2 separate regions of the Mus musculus genome follow, and region 2 is linked to region 1. Evidence: chromatin contacts called from public promoter capture Hi-C data. All regions are on one chromosome and are shown on one strand. Each heading gives the region's core, a stretch centred on a gene start, on an enhancer-like site or on the middle of the called end of the contact. The rest is flanking DNA. Distances are from core to core; before and after follow the strand shown.

The links. Capture Hi-C pulls out chosen DNA fragments and counts their contacts.
Region 2: a promoter capture Hi-C map of adipose tissue shows a contact between it and region 1. The contact joins the promoter of Il18bp here to the promoter of Anapc15 in region 1. A contact is called at or near these places in 10 of 39 promoter capture datasets (the 3T3-L1 cell line, 3T3-L1-derived adipocytes, embryonic stem cells and 6 more), 7 of 115 datasets of contacts at active chromatin or transcription factors (the HPC-7 cell line, the SCID.adh cell line, acute myeloid leukemia and 4 more) and 5 of 9 other capture datasets (adipose tissue, bone marrow-derived macrophages, liver and 2 more).

The regions. Positions count from the first base shown.
Region 1 is chr7:101,894,225-101,899,764 of GRCm38.p6, forward strand. Anapc15 (anaphase promoting complex C subunit 15) reads left to right here and starts at 2,107. Exons shown (of 6, transcript NM_027532.4): 1 at 2,107-2,226; 2 at 3,509-3,593; 3 at 3,718-3,847; 4 at 4,330-4,389; 5 at 4,676-4,813; 6 at 4,970-5,321. The coding sequence starts at 3,571. The coding sequence ends at 5,017.
Region 2 is chr7:102,016,112-102,021,651 of GRCm38.p6, forward strand. It overlaps Il18bp (interleukin 18 binding protein), which reads right to left and starts at 2,121. Exons shown (of 7, transcript NM_010531.2): 1 at 1,999-2,121; 2 at 1,486-1,553; 3 at 1,176-1,240; 4 at 639-830; 5 at 167-290; 6 at 1-79. The coding sequence starts at 1,203. It overlaps Rnf121 (ring finger protein 121), which reads right to left. Exons shown (of 9, transcript NM_029211.3): 9 at 3,026-4,381. The coding sequence ends at 4,261.

The sequences.
Region 1 (5,540 bases), core at 857-3,356:
ACTGGAACAAAAGCTGCCACCACAGGAGGGTCTATTTGTTCACTGATGTATATTCACTGCTCAGAAGTGATGCACATATATTTGGTTTTGTGGGTTCATTTATTTTCTATTTTGGGACAGGGTCTCTTTATGTAGCCTTGCTGGCCTATAATTCACAGATATTCTCTTACCTCTGCCTTCTAAATGCTGGGGGTTGGGCGTGGGGGCGGGGCATGTGCCGCTTCACCTTCCAAGATGCCATACTTGCAAACCCCAGGAAAAGATTCTTACAATATTTCTGTGTTTTTAAAGAAACCAACATTGTCACTACATCTAGTTAACAATTTTTTTCTGATGCACATTTATTTGGTGTGCAAGGCAGCAGAGAACTGCTACAGTGTGCACATGCAGGTCACAAGACAACTTGTGAGAGGCAGCTTTCTCTTTCTACCATGTGGGTCCAGGGATTGAAGTTGGGTCCTTGGTTTGTTAGCAAGTGCCTCTACCCACTGAACTATCTCACTGTCCGTTATTTTTATTTTTAAAATTTGCACCTGTTTTTGTGAGAGACAGGGGCTTATACATTTCAGGCTGGCATTGAGCTTGCTACATAGCCCAGTCTAATCTTGAACTTCACATCCTCTTGTCTCAGGTCCCTGAGTGCTACAATTTTAATAAGCAGAGCTTGCTAACGTTTGAAAACGTTTGAAGCTGAAGCTGACCTCTTGGGCCATACAATCAGATTTGATAGGAAGCACATACGGAACCTCTTGAACAGTTCTATCTCATCACTCTTCACCAGAGCCAAGAACAGGAGGAAAACCAGGCAGATTATCATGCTAGTTACAGAAGAAACAGCGTAGACAAAGAATGTACAGGCCTGGGGAGATACCTTAGGGGTTAAAGTGCTTGTTGTAAAAGAAGCCAGGATTGGTGTTTGGGTCCTCAGAACCCACATGATTGCTGGATGGTTATGGCAACCAGCCTGTAATTTCTGTAAAGACAGAGAATTCTCAGAGAACCTGGATAGTCAGACCAGCGATAGCAGGGACTTGTGGTATTGAATAAGAATAAGATAGAAGAGCAATTGAGGAAAATTCCCAGCATCACTCTTGGGCCTACACATACATACACATGCATACACACACACACACACACACACACACACACACACACGATGTTCAAACACACATATACATAAGATAAAATTTTAAATAGATAAAAAAGAGGCCAGCGTGGTGTTACACAGCTTTAATACCAACAGGAAGACTTCGAAGCCAACCTGGTCTAGATAGTGAATTTCAGGCCAGTTAGGAATACGCAATGAAACCTTGTCTCAAAAAAGAAAAGTAAATATTATGAATATGATGTAGTTCCATGACAGAGGCTTGTCTAGCATGTTCAAGGTATCCTCTCAGAAAGAAAAGAATGGATGCCGGGCAGTGCTGGCGAATGCCTTTCATCCCAGCATTTGGGAGGCAGAGAGGCAGAGGCAGAGGCAGAGGCAGAGGCAGAGGCAGAGGCAGAGGCAGGTGGATTTCTGAGTTCCCTGTCTCGAGAAACCAAAATTAAAAAAGAAGAAAAGAGGGGCTGGTGAGATGGTTCAGCGCTTAAAAGCATTGACTTCTCTTCCAAAAGTCCCGAGTTCAAATCCCAGCAACATGGTGGCTCACAACCATCCGTAACGAGATTTGATGCCCTCTTCTGGTGCGTCTGAAAAACAATTACAGTGTACTTACATATAATAAATAGATCTTGGAGGAGTTGGAGGAGGAGGAGGAGGAGGAGGAGGAGGAGGAGGAGGAGGAGGAGAAGGGTTCAAACAGAAAACCGAGTCTGAGAGAACAGAAGGGAAGAAACAGATGTTTCTTGGAACGCAGCAGCACACACGGCATCCACACAAGCGAACATTTCTGGAAACCATACTATTTCGAGGAGATTAACACGCAAACACCGCCGAGTGGCAGGAGGGCGGGACTAGTCGAACGCAGGCGAGGGGCTAGCCTGGAGAAACCCTGCCGCTGGAGATTCAAGGAGGAGCTGACAGGTAGGCGGGGCAAGCGAGGGTCCTCCCCCAACTAGTACGTAACTAAAGTACATCAACATCACTTCCGGCTCGGTGTTGAAGCGGGAAACAAAAGGAGACGCAAGACGCATGCGTTAGTGAGTCCCGGATTCTGGTGGGTTCTTCCGCTCAGACCTGGGGAAACGCTTCCGGGTCGCCGCCGGCTGCCGGCTCTTGGCGCGGTAAGTGCGGAAACGAGACTGCTGCCGTTTCCTTGCTTGTTCTTTCTTCCGGCTTCCAGAGAAACCCAGTTCCTTTGACTCGCTTCCCTAGCAGTTCATTTTCCCCATTTTTACTCTTAAAGACATCCTGCTCACTGGCCGTTTCCTAGAGTCTAAGCCCCACCCATCGCACATGGTCCGTCATGCATTGGTTTCACTTCCTGTCACCCAGCATTTCTTGCAGTTAATTGGCTTCGGCCAGGCCGCGCGCATTTTGCGATTAGCATCCCTATAAGGTCAAAATCCTGACGGAGACCCGCCCCTGCCTCCTTCCTGTTGGTCAATCTCGCAGTCATTATCATAATGAGCAAAGAATGGGCGGTGGTGGGTAGAATTTTAGTATATAAAATCTGTCAGTGCTTTCGGGATCGTGGTGGACGCGCCTTTTTTTTTTTCCCCCATCACACGGACCTGGGGGGGCTTTGGTCTAGGGAATGACAGCGTCTAGTTCTGCGTGGGTCAAATTAAGTTGGAACAAAAGCTAGAGTAGGGCCGGGTGTGGGGGCTGGTATACGCCTTTAATCCCAGCATCCGGGGGCTGAGGCATGCGGAGCTCTGTGAGTTTGGGACTAGCCTGGTCTATATAGAGAATTCCACGACAGTCAGGGCTAAATATTGTAACCCTGTTTCATTTACTAAAAATAGGGGGAAACACCAAGGTAGACACCAACTCTATTTTTTCCTGTGCCCTTCCTACAGTGCTGGGCCAGGATCCCTGCCTTGCGTAGGATTTAAGCCCCCATCGAGTGTGTGGCCAAAGTCAAGCTCTACATGTCACTGGGTTTGTGAGCCAGGGCGTTTTAGTTCAGCTTCTTGGTGACCTTCCTGGTCAGCAGCTTCAGCCCACAGAGTTGATTTTGTTCTCTTCCATGTTAGTTCATTCTTCATTTGTTTGTTATTTACTCATCCCTCTGAGAATTTCTTTTATCCTTGGTTGTGTGTACTGCAGTTTGACTGGTTGGTGAGAGAGGTGGTTCATGTCCACACCATTTTGCACTGGTTGGATGTGACATGAATCAAAAGAGCAAAAAATAAGTTTTGTGGTGCGTGTGTGTGTGTGTATTTAAAATGAATTTTACTAGATCTCTGCTATTGCTAATCTTGTGCATAATCACAATGCCACATTCCATCTCTGGCTCCCAGTCTCTTCTCTCTTTAAGCAACATACAGCTTTACTCATTATTTTCTTTGTTTGTCGTAATAACTGAGGATGATATAATTTTAATTATCCCCATTCTTACAGATGAGGAAACTGAGGCCCAGAGAGGTTAAGTGTATTGGCCAAAATCAAAGAGCTAGTAAGTGATGGAGCCAGGACTCAAACTCAGGTCTGTCTGATTTCAAGAGGGCAGGGCAGCTTCTCTGCTACCCACCCAATCCACCCTATCCCTAAATCAAATTTCAACTGCATCAAAACAAAACAAAACATATTCACGTGACCCTTTCCCTCAGCTTAGGAGCCATGTCCACCTTGTTCCCGTCACTCTTCCCTCGTGTGACTGAGACACTGTGGTTTAATCTGGACCGACCCTGTGTGGAGGAGACAGAGCTGCAGCAGCAGGAGCAGCAGCATCAGGCCTGGGTGAGTGAGGACCCAGTGCAGCATGGAGGTCTACCACCGGGCCGTGAGCTTGCCTTACGCTGGAGACCTGCTTAGAAAAAGGTTCCTCTGTGGGGAATAGTCAAGCTGAGTTTTGGGGGATAAAGTTCTTATTTTGTGGCACCCTAACTCGCTGAGGGACCATAGGATTTCGGGGGTAGATTAGATAGATGTCAAGCCCCTGACAGCCTAGGATCTTTTCTATACATCACAGAACTTAATAATTTCACTTTCACCAGAATTATATGAAAAAAAAAAACAGAGGCCCAAAGACTTTCCATATGTCTATCAATTTTATAAGGAACAGATGACAGGAGAGAGATTGCATCTTCCTGAGAACTGGGGGGAGAAGCTTTGTTTCAACATTTGGGGTCTCTTCAGGGGTAGGGGAAGCCAGTCCAATGCCCCTGACCTGCCCTGCTTGTGCCTTGGCCCTACTTTCCCCCCTACTCCTTTGCCCACAGCTCCAAAGCATCGCAGAGAAAGACAACAACCTGGTACCAATTGGCAAGCCGGCCTCAGAGGTGAGTGGTTCCTGTGGGTGGGGCCTATGTGAAGCCCAGTAGAACAAGGCTTTACTTTAATGGCCTTACTTTTGGCTCAGTACAATTGTGGTTTTCAATCTGGGAAGACAGAAAACGTGGGAACCTGAGGGGCTATGCATTGTGCCTAGTACTAAGGACCTTCAGGTCATGCAGCAGCCTGCCAGACTCAAGGCAGGCAAGGTTGGGAAGGTGGAAGCTCCAAGTTGGCCAGCTCTTGACCTGGTCCAGGCGCCCTGAGGCCTACAGAATCTTTCTGCTCTACCAGCACTACGATGATGAGGAAGAAGAGGATGATGAAGATGATGAGGACAGTGAAGAGGATTCCGAAGATGATGAGGACATGCAAGACATGGATGAGATGAATGACTATAATGAGTCACCTGATGATGGAGAGGTCAATGAGGTAGGCGGGGTGTAGGGGAGTGCCTTTGTTCCTAGGCTCCTGCCCCTGATCTAATTGATGGCCAAGGCATACAGAAACCCTGGCTGTACCCAGGGGCAGGATCTGGGCTGAGGCTGGCTGAGGCTCCTCCCCACCCACACCCAGCCTCCTCTTCAGGTGGACATGGAAGGCAACGAACAGGATCAGGACCAGTGGATGATCTAGGTAGACAAGCCAAGGTGGCCTCAGTGATTCCAGACCACCCCAACCTATTTTGAATCTACAGCCTCAGCCCCTCAGCCTGCAGAACCAGCTTGTGGCTGTAGTGCCTAAAGCTTTCCCTTAGGCACTTTCTCAGCTACTGCCAGGACAAGGTCTCCTTGGGCCCTTCCAGGCCATGAGTCTTCCCTTGAATCCCAAGAGCCTGAGCCCATCCCACCTTCCTGGCTGGTACCTCACTCCTTGGTTGCCAGGTGTGGTCCCTTTCTAGCCCTCTTTAATAAAGACACAGGACTGATTGTTTCCCCAATGTCTATTCCCTGTTTGTTGGTGGGACCCAGAGTTCAGAATCTTTTCTTGGACATTGGGACGGGGTTATGTAAGGACTCTCAAGCAAACCTAATGGACCATGTTGGCCAGGATCAGAGCCCAGGTTTCTGTGATTGGTAATTCTTATGGCCTAGCTTGTACCCAGATGTTCCTACAGGGTCTCAGTGTCTGCAGCTGCCTCTGATCTCATCTGAATCTC
Region 2 (5,540 bases), core at 871-3,370, 120 kb after region 1:
GGTACTTCGTAGGGTGGGGCTCAGTTCTTCCAGCACCAAGGCCCTGTGCAGCCAGGTGCTTGTGTTCCTGTGCTCGCGACTGGAAAGCAGAAGGAAATCGTGAGAGGGTTGCCGGAGTTGGGGAGGAGGAAGGTCTTTCTTGTAGCCCCACTGCTAGGTCCCTTACCTTGTGTGGCCCTCCTTCAGCCGGCCTGGGAGGTGCTCAATGAAGGAACCATTGCCCAGCCAGTAGAGGATGCTGAAGTAGGGGAAGCGGCTGCAGGCAGTACAGGACAAGGTCAGAGTTCCATCTAGGAGCACATTTGACTGTTAGTTATTCTATAAAACAGAGGCCCCTATCCTGCCAAGCTCCACTTAGTCATAAATCAGAAACATAAGACCTGTGTCCTACCTACATAGGAAAATTGCAACCTAGGCCCTGTGAGGTTCTACATTGCCTATGTCTGAGTTCTCTTCTATAGGAACCATCTGGGAAGCTGGGCAGTAGAATGGTGAACACAGAGACAAGTTGGTCTGGCCTGGTGCTTCTTGGCAGGTTGGAAGTAACACTCCCAAGTCAAACCCCCACCCCCCAACTCTGTATTCACAGCCTGCTTCTGGCAACTGTATCCTCTTGGGCTCCCATACTTGTTGCTTACTCAGTGGCACTTCTTTTTCTGGCCAAATCACATCCAGTGCTGGGTACTGCTTAGTTGGGACTGCTGGAGACCAGGAAGAGCATGGGTCTTTTGAGCTTCCAGTTAAGACAGTGGCAGTTGTCTGAGGTGCAGATGTGGCTCTGGCCAAAATGACATGGACATACAAAAGCAGGACCCACCAAGAACTGGGGCCTGAGGAACAAACAGTTACAGCTGTAAATAAAACTGAAGCTCAGCTTTCTAGCACCCATCTTAGTTGGGGACAAGCTGCTACCTGGGTAGGAACAGACCTCGACCCAGATACTCCTAGGTTCTCACCAGGAACCTGAGTGGGTGGAGACCGTTTAGCCCCCACCCCTCGGCTCTGCTGAATGTAGTGCAAAGGAGCCTTGAAATGGAGCCAGAACCAAAGTAGCTACATAGGCGCTTACAGCAATGGAAGAATTGGATGGAACTTCCTTGGGGTGGGGGGTGTTGGGTAGCAGAGTTAGCCACATAGCTCCATTCCTTTAAGAGCCACAAAGCCTAATGTCCCACCTGCTGTCCAGCAGTGTCTCATGGTCATGATGACTTGCAAGCAAGTCTGGTGTCTGTGACTTCCTCTGGAAAAAAATAAGTAAAAGTCAGCTAGCCCTACATCTGTGTTCTTTCCCTCAGGCAGTGTTACTGACACCCATTTGAGCTGGTAGTTTAGAGGGCAGACCTGTAGCCACCAGCTGGGCTATCCACACTTAAGGCACTGCTGGTGTTAATAGTAACAATTTTCTCTCATACCAGCTCCAAACAGCACTTATATAACTTATACCCCCTTAGGAAGGAGAGAAAGTACTAAAAGCCAGGGACTTACCTGGGAAGCAACAGTCCGTTTGCCAGCTTGCCAGCCTCCTTCTGGGAAGGGCAGGCAGCAGTCAGCTTCTAGGAAATCGAGCACCTATTTTCACTTTCACTTTCTTAGCTAGGAATCCCAATCGAAAGCAGGCTGTTCCGAATGGGCCCCTCTCCAAACTCACAGGAATCCTCTATCTACCTCACCCCTCTCTCTAAGGTTAGCGAAGGGGTGAGAAAGATGAGTCTCTCACAGGTCTGTACCTGTCTTGCCCCTTCCACCCTTCACAGCCAACTTTCCTTTCTCCAGAACAAACTCCAAGGAGGCAGTATTTATTAGTACTGGGAACCCCAAATTGAACCACTGACCTTTTTACATTCAGTGCCTCACTGGCCCATTAATATCGTAGTTTCTCTCAAGCTCCCCCACTCCCATCCCTCACCCCAAGGTCAGGTGTATCACTTAACACCAGCCTTCACACACAGCCACAGCCACTTGTACAGGTTCGTTTTCAGTAAATTTAGATCTTCCTACCTGGCTCCTAAGCCCCGAATAGCTTCTTGGAGCTCTAAGGCTCAGCCAGGATAGCTGCCTGGCCCCAAGAAAATCTCACCACAGGAAGGAGCAACTTCCCTGCCTGGCTCGTGTACAAAACTCCCAGCCAAGCGAGAGCTGACCCCAAATAGCCAGGAAGGCACTTCCGCAACACTGGCTCCAGTAGCTCAGAGACTGGTACTTGGAAAGAACAAAATTAGAATCAAACAAAACCCTGAAGCCATGCTCCCTGCATGTGCCAGAACCTCTTGGGGCAGAACGACCAATGCGCACACTTGGGGCAAAGTGCTGTGCTCTTAGGTCTGTGATTCTGTCACCAGAGGGTAGAACTGGTGACAAGTGGGATGGAGCAGGTTGGAAGGACCTGTGGGAATAGATTCATACCTGGTTCAGATGCAGGAGGCTAAAAGCTGTCTTCTATGTGGCACAGTCACATTTCTTTTGAGCAGTCCACCTACCCTCTACCACCTAGGTTGCTGAATTCAGGGCAAAACTCCCTCAGAATCCAGGATCTCTAGGAGTTAGGTCCAGAAGTTGTGCATCCACACACAGCCATTGGGGGATTTCTCATTCCACTGGGGTTTGGGTAGGGGTGCAGGACGAGGAACTGCACTGTACCTTACAAGACTAAAGGTAAAACATAGACGTAGCCTTCACCTTAGGGAGAGGGGAGGACAAATACCAAAGGAAGAGTAGCCTGTCTCTTGGCCTTCTGCTCAGCTCTCATTCCTCTGAGGATGGAGGGAAAAAGGAAGCCACAGCTGAGTAAGAGAACAGGCTGAGTTGTGGGGGTATCAGGGTACTAGTCTCAGACTGGGGGTGAAGGCCTCAGGGCCCCTGATGCCGTAGGACAGGAGACACACACACACACACACACACTCTCACAGAGGGAGGATGGGTGAGAAGGCAGGACCAATGGCTCCAGGTTCCGGCTCTCAGGTGGGATGCAAGAAGCCAAGATACCCCAGGGGGCCCGGGAAAGAGGTGGCAAAAAAAAAAAGGCAAATGCGTGTCCAGCTTTGCAGCCAGCTCATGGAGCTTTATTCAGATGTGATGACAAGATCCTGTTTGGTTCTTGTTGCCTTCAAATGGGCCAGGCCAAATTTCTCTAGACACCCAGTGCTGCTGACCCATGATGCCCTCCCCCTTTCTTCAGACTTCCAGGACTACAGTTAGGCCTGCTCAGAAGTCCCCTTTCAGAGCCCATCTTTATTCAGGCCTCATTCTGCCTATGCACTCACCATTCTTAACGTCAGGCCTGGGAAAAACCCACAAATGACCAAGCCTACCTAGGGACGTTTCCTGGGCTGGAATCCCCTCTTAGCTTCAAGGGCACACTGATGACTGGCAGAAAACAGAGATCCATTAGTCTGTCTGCTCTGTGCATACACAAACATACACACTCTTAGGCTTTCAGGAAGGAAGTGATGTGCAGAGTACCCTTTGGCACATGTCAACACTTCCATGAAGGGTGTACTTGCACAAGAAGCTGCAACATTCGCTGCTGCCAATGTAGCTTCCACAGCTTAATGATATATAGATTGCTTTTATACTCTGCCTGGCAATGGCCCTGCTCAGGGGCAGGTTATCCATGCTGCTCATATTTCTAGCTGTTCCAAAACATGTCAGTGAATTTGGAGGCCACAGGGCTTCCCTAGTTAGAAAAGTCATTGATTTTGCCACCCCCAGCCTTTAGTTTCCAGACAAAAAGGCAACAGAGTCATACACAACACCCATCATGTCCAGAGATGAAGAGACCCTTTACCGCTCAGTGCTAATCTGGCACCCGTCTGAGCTCTTCTACACTGAGTGCAAACCAGGCTTGAGCCTTGCAGAGGGAAGGGAGGGGAAGGGGAAGGGTAGGCTGAAGCACCCAGCCTCCTGCAAACCCACCAGTGCTCTCAGCCAGAGGTGAGAAGACGCCTCTCAACCAATAATACCGCAGCTTTGCCCAACCCTGTTCAAGCAAGGTTAGGCCTAGGAATGGGGGACAATTCCTATGCTCCACAATAAAAAAATTTAAATATATTCATCAAAATAATTTTCTTTTAAAAAGCCCCCACTGCTGACAGCCCCACTGGCTGGTTCTCCATCATTTCCCCACCAACCCAGACACAGCTGGGGTGGTCCTGAATGGCCCAAGTGCCTTTGAGTCTTTTCCACCCAAGTCTTTGTGGGCAGCACGGAGAGTGCCCTGAGGTCCATAGTGGGTGGTGGGTTCTCCAGGGATGTGATTTCTGATTACTCGAGGCCCAGGATGTAGCTGATGCCTTGTACCAGGCCAATGATGACAGGCTGCCAGGCTACCAAGTATCGAAGCCAGTCTAGCAGCTGTCCATACATGACATGAGGCCTTTCCCAGCTGTTAGCATGTTAAGGATCACACGCAATATACAGTAGCTGTTACTCTAACCAGCATGGTAAGAAGGCCTACCTTGGGTCTGCCCAGAGTTTTGTTTTAAGATTTATTTATTTTTTATTTATATGAGTACACCGCAGCTGTCTTCAGACACACACTAGAAGAGTGCATCGGCATTCCCCTACACTGGGGCATAGAGCCTTCACAGGACCAAGGGAAACTTCTCTCACTGATGTCCGACTAGGCCATCCTATGCTACATATGCAGCTGGAGCCATGAGTCCCTCCATGTGTTTCTTTGGTTGGTAGTTCAGTCCCTGGGAGTTCATATTGTTGTTCCTCCTATGGGGCTGCAAACCCCTTCAACTCCTTGGGTCCTTTCTCTAGCTCCTTCACTGGGGACCCTGTGCACAGTCCCATGGATGGCTGGGGAGCAGGGGGAGGGAGGAGGGGGCAAGGGGAGGGGTTCTTTGGAGCGGAAACCAGGAAAGGGGATAACATTTGAAATGTAAATAAAGAAAATATCCAATAAAGTAAAAAAAAAAAAAAAAAGTTGCCTTGGTCATGGTGTCTGTGCACAGCAGTAAAACTCTGTGACTGATGGGTACTAGAACGGACCTCCTGAGGTGTGTGCAGTTTCTTACAACAATTACATTAATGCATGGCTGCATGCAGCCCAGCAAGAGAGTCACTGTATTCCAAGGGCTGGGAAAAGATACTCTGAAGAAAAAAAAAAAAGAAGAGTACATCTGATCCCATTACAGATGGTTGTGAGCCACCATGAGGTTGCTGGGAATTGAACTCAGGACCATCTGGCAGAGCAGTCAGTGCTCTTAACCACTGAGCCATCTCTCCAGCCCCTGCCAAGACTTTTAAGCTGTTCCATAGCCTAGTAAAAATCAAGCTACCCAGATTCTCTTCAGCTCTCTAGGTTGGAATGAAAAGCTGAACCCAGAAAATCAAAAGAAGGAGAGCAGAGGGGACTGGAGACAGAAATGAGAAGTGGAGGGGTAAAATAGATACACCACCTTCTCAGAAATGACAAACAGCCTAGCCTGAGTCTGACAGACATGACACTCTACAAACCCATGGCAGAAAAGGCTGGGAATAGGTTATAGTTACCTGCCCCTCCCCCACTTTTTTTGCCTTTTCCAGACAGGGTT